Linked DNA regions of Mus musculus: regions 2 and 3 are each linked to region 1. Evidence: chromatin contacts called from public Hi-C and HiChIP or PLAC-seq data. All regions are on one chromosome and are shown on one strand. The core of a region is the stretch at or near the end of the contact, and the rest is flanking DNA. Distances in the headings are between cores, read along the strand shown.

Region 1 (2,958 bases), core at 318-2,817:
GGCTGAGCAAGCCAGGTGAGGCAAGCCAGTAAAGAACATCCCTCCATGGCCTCTGCATCAGCTCCTGCTACCTGACCTGCTTGAGTTCCAGTCCTGACTTCCTTTGGTGATGAACAGCAGCATGGAAGTGTAAGCCGAATAAACCCTTTCCTCCCCAACTTGCCTCTTGGTCATGATGTTTGTGCAGGAATAGAAACCCTGACTAAGACACTACCGAAGTTATTACTGACCCTGATTCTGCTCCTCAGGGCAGATCTCCTTCTATCGGAACTCTAGGGATCTTAGCCTAAAAGCAAACTAGTAGAATACTTTTGGTGTCAGCCTTTTCTACCTAGGTTCATTGTAAGTCTCATAAGGACAATCTGTCCAGGTGCAGTGGTGAACGCTTGCTGGCAGACATTTCTCCAGTCATCCAGGCGCTATTCAGGACAAGTATGCACTAAAAGCAGTAGGGTCAAGGCAAGACATTAGCTTGAATAAGAACAACAGTGCTGGTGGGCAGGTCAAACAAGGCTCTCACACCAGCGGTGAAGCCATTAGAGAGGTCTGAGGTTGGCTGTGAGTGGTATGCCAGATCCTGCAAACTCTACATGACCTGCTCTACTGTCAAATGCATGCAAACCATCGGAACATCAGTGTTGTACTGGCTGCCAAACCTGAGATGCTGACAAAGGCAAGCATAAGATGGAACAACGCAGAGGATCCTAGGACCCTGAAAGCCGTCTTCTTCCACGAGAAGGTCACTCACACAATGAGAATGTGCAACCTGCAAGCCTCACACAGCTAAGGATCAAACATACATCATCAATCCAGGACCTCCTCCATCTTGACTTCCAGAATCTTCTCCCATCAGTTCTTCAGACCCTAGGCTTCAAGACAAGACTGACCCATCTCTCATTCCCTACTGACCCTGTGTAAGCCAGCCATTTTGGCTATGCAGCCCTCTTGGCCTCTTGGCCCCAGGTTGCCTCTCTTGGTTGGTGGCTCCTCTCTTGCTCTCCCTCCCCCCTCTCCTCTCAAGAGGAGACAAGATAGGGAACTGATGTATTTATAGGTCGAAATTCATCAGCCTTGAAAAGGGGCCTGGCCAGTCCCAGCTTCCCATGGGGACTTTACTTTCATCTCCCTGGCCTCTGAAGCCCTTCCCATCGCTCCCACCCTTGCTGAGAAAAAGCTGCTTGTGATCCAAACAGAAAAGGTAGTGCCAGCTCCCAGCTCAAGTCTCCCAGCACGTCTCCTCTCCCTCTCTCATCCCAAAATATAACTGGTCCAAAAGATGTCAGTTTAGACATCTACAGCCATTGCTATTTTGTGTAAATTAAGTCCAGATAACTCAGCTGGGGCTTGAGCCCTGAGCCCAGCTGGATACAAGCATCACTAGTGGGAAACAGAAGCAGGGCTTCCAACAGCCGCTGTCTTAATGGAGGGCAGGGATGGGTGAAGAATCAGCTCACACACCTTCCTGCCCTGCTTCCTTCTCCCACTTTCTGAGCTCGGACTGAGCAGGGCCAGCCTGATTCTTCGGCCCTGGCACACCCAGCTATAAACAGGATAAGAATAACTATGAAAGAGGAAGCAAACTGGACCCTTGCTGGTTTTGTCAGCACGTTCCTCTTTCCTGGCACGATGACACGGTGTGTGGCTGCTGCACAGACTCCCCAGCAACTCTAAGCTCTGCTTCCTTGGTGAGCACAGAAGAATGCATGGTTCGTGCTCACATGAGCCCCCCACCACCTGTGCTTTTCTGCAGGATGATTTCAGCATTTCTGCTGCAGGCTGGACTCTCCTTGGGCCTGAGGCTCCTCATAACTATGGAGTTTGAAGAAATGGTTCTGTACAGCTTCTAAGTTCTGTACAGAAAAGACAGTGCAGTTCCTACCTTGTTCTGAGTACTTTTGCTGGCAGCCTTGAGCTACCACAGAAGGTGGAGGGCCCTGAGAGGGCCACGCCATGATCCTAGCCTTCAAAGCCTCCTGGCCCAGGCACCAGACTGACAGGAAACAGTTTCTCTACCTGTGGCCTCACTCTGAGTCTCTGCGGCTAAAGCCTAGGCCACCAAGAAGTAGGGATAAGACATCCTCCTGAGCCTTTACAGATTCCTGACCCAAGTTCCCGCCAGCATAATGAAAGGCTCTCATTCTGGCTGGCAGCAGGAATGAAAACAGTGGATGGCAACTGGAAAGTTTAGTTCTAGCTGCTGCCACTAGAGAAGCGGGTGCTCTTAGAAACACGATCTGTAGTGTAGGAAAGCGGCATTAGCTTGGTGCCAGGTACTACGTTAATAGCTTACAGCCACAATAGTAGGGTTGTCCTCATTACAGAAAAACAAAAAAAAAAAAAAAACAAAAAAAAAAAGAGTTCAGAGATCGAGAGCTTTGCTCAAGGCCAGACTACTTAATTGAGACCCCACAGCACTGAAACGGGCTACACGAAGACAAGTTGTCTACATAAAAGACTTATCTATGTGGAAGAATATGTTCTCGCTCAATATTTCCTGTTTGGGAATTTCCTGTTTTGCAGCATAACATCAAAGAACACAGCCCTACCACTGATGGGGCAAGTCCCCTTCCCTGTTACCTACCCACCCTATTACCAATACCTCCTAAATCTTACCCCATAGTTTGCAAAGACCTACTTGTCCCATCAAGGCCTTGCTCTGAACTCTCCTTCTGCCATCTCTAAAGCCATATATCTTTAGCAAACTGTTTTGTACTGTGCCACATAGTTCTGGTTGTCTGAGTGTGTTTACACAGTCGGCCTCCAGAGGACTAAAAGAGTGGGATGGAAGGAATGCCTACGCTATGCAGAAGACAGGTGACACACTGAAATTCCTACAACAGCAACACAATAGCAAGCACACCCCATGTTCATTAAAACTTGCCAGGTAATCAAACTGGTTAAGAACCATAACTCATGCACAATGCAAACGCTCCAGGCTGTCACCTGCACAACACCCAG
Region 2 (2,958 bases), core at 178-2,677, 160 kb after region 1:
CTGATATGTATGGGGTGGGTCTCTCTCTCTCTCTCTCTCTCTCTCTCTTTCTCTCGTTTGTTGTGTTGCCCCTGGACATGTTGTCATGATTGTTTATGTGACTGTCTAGGTGGAGTTACCATGGCTTCCCTGCAGCTTCTTCTAACCTGCTCTTTCCCACCCTTGCTCCCTTCTGCTTTAGTCATTTCTCCTCATTTCCCCCATCAGTACTCCCCCCATCTCACACCCCCCCAACCACCGCCTGCACTCTCTTCAGGCCTGAACTTCCCCCAGGCCTGTACTCCCCTCTGGGCTGTATACCCACTCCCCACCCCCACCCCCACCCCCCACCCCTGCCTGCACTTTCCCCTTCTGTTTGCCTCTTGTCTTCTTTGAAATAATTTAGTGCTTGTAAATATTCAAGGTAAATATTTGGTCTAGGATCATGACTTGGTCAAAGATGATGATAGAGACTTATTCTTACTGTCAAAGACATTGTGACCCAAGTAACCATTGTCTGTGATCTGTTACTAAGGAGCTAATACAAAGTCTTTTCTCAAAGTCATAGTTGCCTTCAAAGTGGCCTAGAAAAGGGGTTGACTTCAGAGGAAGAATAATGAATTCCAGCTAGAGAAAGGCGGGGCCCCACTGTAGGGTGTGGCCTTGCCTGACATCCCCAGCTCTTGCTAAATCTTTGCTGTGGTGCTCACCATAGGGAAAACGTAGGACTGTGTATATAAGCCATTTACATGGAAAGCTTTACTTCTAAGTGTAGAACTTACCACCAATTTCCTTTTTTTTTTCTTTTCACTTTTACAAAATTTAACAAATAAGGGTTAGCCAGGCGGTGTTGGTGCACGCCTTTAATCCAGCACTTGGGAGGCAGAGGCAGATGGATTTCTGAGTTCGAGGCCAGCCTGGTCTACAAAGTGAGTTCCAGGACAGCCTGGGCTATACAGAGAAACCCTGTCTGGAAAAAAACAAACAAACAAAACAAAAAACAAAAAAAACCCCAAAAAACAAATAAGGGTTAAAGAAGAAAATCAAACCTTTGATGTCATACATAGTGAAAAACTTTTAAAGATAGAGAAGTCACTATGCATAGTCTCTTCGTTGGTTGTGTCACAGATGTCATGAGCTCTTCTGCAGTGACATTTCTGTAATTTATATTATTAATTATCTGTTGTATACAGATGTTAAGATTCTTTGATTTTGGAGAGGGCTTGATGGAGAAAGCGTTAAGAATCAGTATCTGTGGGATCTAGTAAGACCTCCTTCACCAGCAGACAGCACGTTACTCATCCAAGAGGGATTTAGAGAAGTGGGATTGGTGTTTGCTGTGTGGGCCTGGAGGCAGCTAGTACTGGCTGGCATTGTCTCTGCCCTCTAGGCTTGTCCGCGAGGCCCTGGGGTGAGCACAGCCTCTGAGTTGTGATGCTGCTGTGAGGGGTAGGAAGTAGGAAGTAGGAAGTAGGAAGTAGGCAGGGTGGGGCAGAGGCCTCGCCAGGCACAGTCTGTCTGGACTTTGGAGAGGCATTTCCCTTAAATCCAGTCATCAGAACTACTAGGTCCTGTGGCCCCTCTAGATGGTTCTCATAGATCAGAAGACATGGAGTCACATCTGTACAAAGTGGGGAGCTTGGCCAAGAGAGGAAAGGGAAACATTTGACGATTGTGAGCAAATAACTAAAACTCCTATTCAGATAGTTTGTTTCCTATGTTTACATTCCCGGAAGAGAATCCACTAAGGGGTGTTTGTATTTGCTTGTTTAAACGTTTGATCTAAGAAGTCACTATGTGTTTGTATTTCTAGTAGACAAATCATACTTTTCCCAGTAGCTTGTCTGCCTGTTTTAGTAGGTGTTTTAAGAATGGAATTTTGCTGTTAAAAAATTAGGGTCTTATTCTTTTACTGTTATTACTTGTTTTTAATTTTAGAAATAGTTTCTCAGTGTAAAGACAGGCTGGTCTCAAACATGAAATCTTCCCACTTCTGCCTCCCATGTGCTAGAATTCCAGGCTGGTAACACCATGCCTTGCAACTGTTCCCTTTCAGGGGTGGTATAGTGAGTGTCTGATGGTGTATTTAAAGCAGATGTTAAGAAATCCTGAGAGAATCAAGCTTAACAAACAGCCCTAAAATATTATAAAACTTAGTGTGCATGCATTTTATGTGTTGTGAGCATGTGCATGAGCACCTGCATTTGTTGTTGTTGTGTGTGTGCATGCAGATGGCTGGCCAGTGAGTTCTAGAGATCTGCCTTTTCCACCCACCTAATGCTGGACTTGCAGGGGGGCGGGGGCATTGTTGTACTGGGTGCTAGAGATCCAGTCAGATCCTCCTGCGTGCAAAGCAAGCGCTTGCTGGCAGCGTTCTCTCCAGCCCCGGAAAGCTTAGTTTTTATTGCTAACATCAAGTTTATAGTTTAACCTGTACATATTTTTGTTTTCTTTTTCACTGACAAATTCTTACACATCACAGCATGCATCTCCAGTGTCTTTACTTTTGAGATAGCAGTTAGTGGCCGTCCTGGTTAATTTAGCCTCCCCTGCTCTGCAAGTGGCACAGTTACCCATCTTCTGAGCTTACTCCTTGAATACTGTGGCTGCAGTGACTATGAAACGGAGGGGCAGGGAGCGTGTAAAGAAAATAAGTACTCTATGATTTAAGTTTTATTTGCGATGCTGAATGTGAGAAACTGTCTTGAGTCCATTTAGACTTACTGGAAGAGTTTCTGCAGCTTGCCAGTTTAGTTGGCAGAATCATGCTGTATTTTGTTTTCTTACTGTATTTGTGGAATTTGTGGTATTTATTTATATGAGTGTGTAAATGATGTGTATACATTTAGGAAAATGCTAGGCCATCTTGAGTATAAACTTTGAAGGCTCAGTTACAATCTCAGTGGGTGCTGAGAGTTCCTTTTTTTAAATTTTTATTATTTTTAAATGTTCTAACCATCAATAAAAAGTTCCTCTTGT
Region 3 (2,958 bases), core at 269-2,768, 140 kb before region 1:
TACTCCTGGGACCTCACTGCTTACTGCCCAAGGCCACCTCAAGTGTCTCCCCCAAGCTTTCAGGTACAATTCTCTTTGGTCACTGCACCTCACACTTGATTCACCTCACACTTGATCTGATGCACCTCTGATGCCTTTCTGGAAGGCATCAACAGTAAGCTGGACATCCATGCAGTGCCATGCACAGGACCCACGCACAGGACCCATGCACAGCACAAGAACTCTGGACATGGATGCCTCCACCTAAAGTTCAAGGAATTCCCTGGAGAGTCTTTGGAGAGCCTTAGGCTCCCAAATCTGTAGTGCCATCTGCATGCGACACCAGTGTGGGAGAGGTACAAGCATAAGACTCCAATCCTTGAATGTACTGTGTAGTCTTGTGCTCAGAGAAGTGGGATGAGTCAGCCCGGGCCTTGGGAGCTCAACCCCCACACTCGTGTATCTGGAAGGCAAGAATATAGTCAAAAGATTCTATTAGAGGCTTAGTATTAAATTTCGCTTACCTTGTTCGGTTTGGGACCTGCTTGGGATCCATTAGTCTGTCTTCCTTTTTTCTCCCTCTTGGATTGGAAGGGTTTACCCTGTCCTGTCACACTGTCACATTTAGGGAGTAGATAACTTGTTTGTTTTCACATGTTCAGAGCTGGAGTGTAGTCTGGCTCAGAATGAATCCCACCTTGGGGTTTCCTAGAGCCAATTTAGATGAGACTCTAGGCTTTGGATTTCTGAGCTGGTGCTGAGTGAGTTGCAGGTTGGTGGCTTTTGGGATGGACCGAATGCATTCTGTTTGTGAAAAGGGTTTGGAAGGTCACACAATGCTGTCGTCTTAAGATGCCTTCCAAAGTCTTCTGTCGAATTTAATCAACAACAGGATAGTATTAAGAGGTGGAGTCTTGAGGTGCTGTGTAGCCATTTTATCCTAGTTGAAACAATCCCTTCACAAGACTCAGGAAGTGTATGAAACTTATCAGTCTCAGAAAACTAAAACTTAGAAAATTCACTAGCCCCTTCTCTTAAGGTTTTGAGAACTTCATTTTTCTAAGTACCTAGGCCCTAAGCAGAGTGGGAACACATCCATCCCCTTGCTACCAGGGGTTACACATTAACCAAGGCCCACTCCCCAACACAGAGGGTGTGACCCTTGTCAGACAGGCACAAAGCATAGATCACAGATTAACTAAGTCAGCTTTCTTGCGATGCTGGGATGCAGGGCTTTCCCTGCCCTCAAAAGCCTTTAAGATTAGACCCTTGTTTTGTGTGCTAGGAGTGAAAATGACTACTTCTGTACCACTAGCTGCAGTGTTAATAAATCTGTTGTCTGGAGGATGGTTTGACTTAGCACCCCCACTTTCCTGCCCCCTCGGTCCCTCTGTCCATCTCTCCTTTCCATCCCTCAGATAGGTTATATAAGCAAGCAGTGAACAGTTGCTGAGAAAAGAGACTCTCCTCCCAGCTGAGCTGCCTGCAGTAGACTTTCTGACTGGCTGCGCTGCCTGCAATTTGGGGAAGGAGCGCCAGAGCTGCAGGTTTCCTGAGTCATCACCCATACTGGGGCAGGTTTTTTCAGTAATGCAGCTGCCGGAGTCAGCTATGCTTCCTGTGAGTAATCGCAATAAACTCACCGGTTCCCTAAGCTTGCCTTGTAGGGAACCCTCCCTTGGTATGTCTTAGTGCCCCATCTCAGGCAGTAGATGCGTGTAGATGTTTGTTTGGGTGACCCACCTGGAATCCCAGCCATCCAGGATATGGAGACAGGATCCTGGCCAAACTAGGAGAATCATTGAGCCCCGATTCAGTGAGAGGCCCTTCCTCAGCAAGCAGAATGGAGGGTGCTTGAAAAGGACACCTGACACTTCTGGCCTCCACAAATGCGCTTGTGCAGTGCACCCCCACCCCCACCCCACACATATACCATCCGTACACACAATTTTATATGCTTATGCAGCATTTGTCATTAGGATATTTAATTTTGGAAAATTTTAACATCTAACAAATTTCTTGTTTACGCTCAACATCCGTAGCAGGTGGAGAGAGAAGGTAAATAAATAAATACGAGCAGCTGTAGGCTGGGGTCGGGCCACACTCAGACAGACAAGCTTGTTTTCAGCCCTGGAGCTGCAGGGGATGGGCTGAATCTTGGCTCCCCCTGAACAATCTAGTGAGTCGCTGAGAAGCGAGGTGATTTTCACAGGGGCTTCAGTGCTTCAGGCAATATCTTATTTGTCCTTTCTTTTGGCTCTTAGAAACAATACAATAACTGGACCTTCATCTTAGGGAAGATGAAGACATTTTAATCTATCCTAAGCACATGACCCACTCAATGGGTCTCCACACTAGCAGGAGACTACCCCTGTCTTGTAAGCCTCAGTTCTCACAACAACTTGGAACTGAGGACTTAACATATTCATTCAGAGCAGAGGTTCTCAACCTGTGGGTGGTGACTTCCTTGGAGTCTTGAATGGCCCTTTCACAGGGGTCATCGCCTAAGATCATTGGAAAGCACAGATAATTCGTAGCAAAACTGCACTTATGAAGCAGCAGTGAAAATGGTTTTATGGTTGGAGGTCAGCACAACATGAGGGACAGGAGTAAAGGGTCGCAGCTTCAGGAAGGCTGAGAACCACCAATTCAGAGTCCAAACTCTGCTCTGGGCCTTCTCTTCTCCACACTAAGCTGGGCTGAATAACACTATACTTTAAGTAACAACCAGTTCAAAACAGAGCAAGACCTTTACCTGGCAACACTATCAGTGCTCGGTGAAGATAGGACAAACGTGTCAGCTCCCGTGGGAATTACTTACTGGAAAATAGGAAGCAAAGGAAGATAGGAAGGAGAGGATAAGGAAAGAGGGGCAGGAAGAAGATAGCAATGAATAAATTCTACTTCAGACCATGAGGTATGAAAATGTGTGGCCAGAGACAGAGTGACAGAACCAAGTCAACTATTTTACATTCCCAA

What was found. Hi-C and Micro-C count contacts between places; a contact is called where the count stands out from the background. HiChIP or PLAC-seq counts read pairs in DNA pulled down with a chosen protein or histone mark.
Region 2: an H3K4me3 HiChIP or PLAC-seq map of bone marrow-derived macrophages shows a contact between it and region 1, with 2.7 times the contacts expected there. The contact joins two enhancer-like sites. A contact is called at or near these places in 1 of 484 Hi-C or Micro-C datasets (cerebral cortex), 1 of 115 datasets of contacts at active chromatin or transcription factors (bone marrow-derived macrophages) and 1 of 9 other capture datasets (adipose tissue).
Region 3: a Hi-C map of cerebral cortex shows a contact between it and region 1, with 1.9 times the contacts expected there. The contact joins two enhancer-like sites. A contact is called at or near these places in 2 of 15 datasets of contacts at CTCF or cohesin (the NIH/3T3 cell line and stem cell-derived epiblast-like cells), 4 of 484 Hi-C or Micro-C datasets (bone marrow-derived macrophages, cerebral cortex, embryonic fibroblasts and 1 more) and 6 of 115 datasets of contacts at active chromatin or transcription factors (the NIH/3T3 cell line, bone marrow-derived macrophages, embryonic stem cells and 2 more).

What each region holds. Positions count from the first base shown.
Region 1 is chr12:81,753,269-81,756,226 of GRCm38.p6, forward strand. The region is part of intron 2 of Map3k9 (mitogen-activated protein kinase kinase kinase 9); the gene reads right to left. Among named protein-coding and RNA genes, the nearest start is that of Map3k9, 26 kb to the right of the region's middle. Within about 2 kb of position 1,568, at least 126 of the 459 cell types and tissues checked have an H3K27ac peak or open chromatin away from gene starts, as enhancers often do. A contact at or near this core is called in bone marrow-derived macrophages and cerebral cortex, where this site is marked.
Region 2 is chr12:81,909,239-81,912,196 of GRCm38.p6, forward strand. The region is part of intron 3 of Pcnx (pecanex homolog); the gene reads left to right. Among named protein-coding and RNA genes, the nearest start is that of Pcnx, 51 kb to the left of the region's middle. Within about 2 kb of position 1,428, at least 12 of the 459 cell types and tissues checked have an H3K27ac peak or open chromatin away from gene starts, as enhancers often do. A contact at or near this core is called in bone marrow-derived macrophages, where this site is marked.
Region 3 is chr12:81,615,638-81,618,595 of GRCm38.p6, forward strand. No RefSeq gene overlaps it. Among named protein-coding and RNA genes, the nearest start is that of Ttc9, 14 kb to the right of the region's middle. Within about 2 kb of position 1,519, at least 25 of the 459 cell types and tissues checked have an H3K27ac peak or open chromatin away from gene starts, as enhancers often do. A contact at or near this core is called in cerebral cortex, where this site is marked.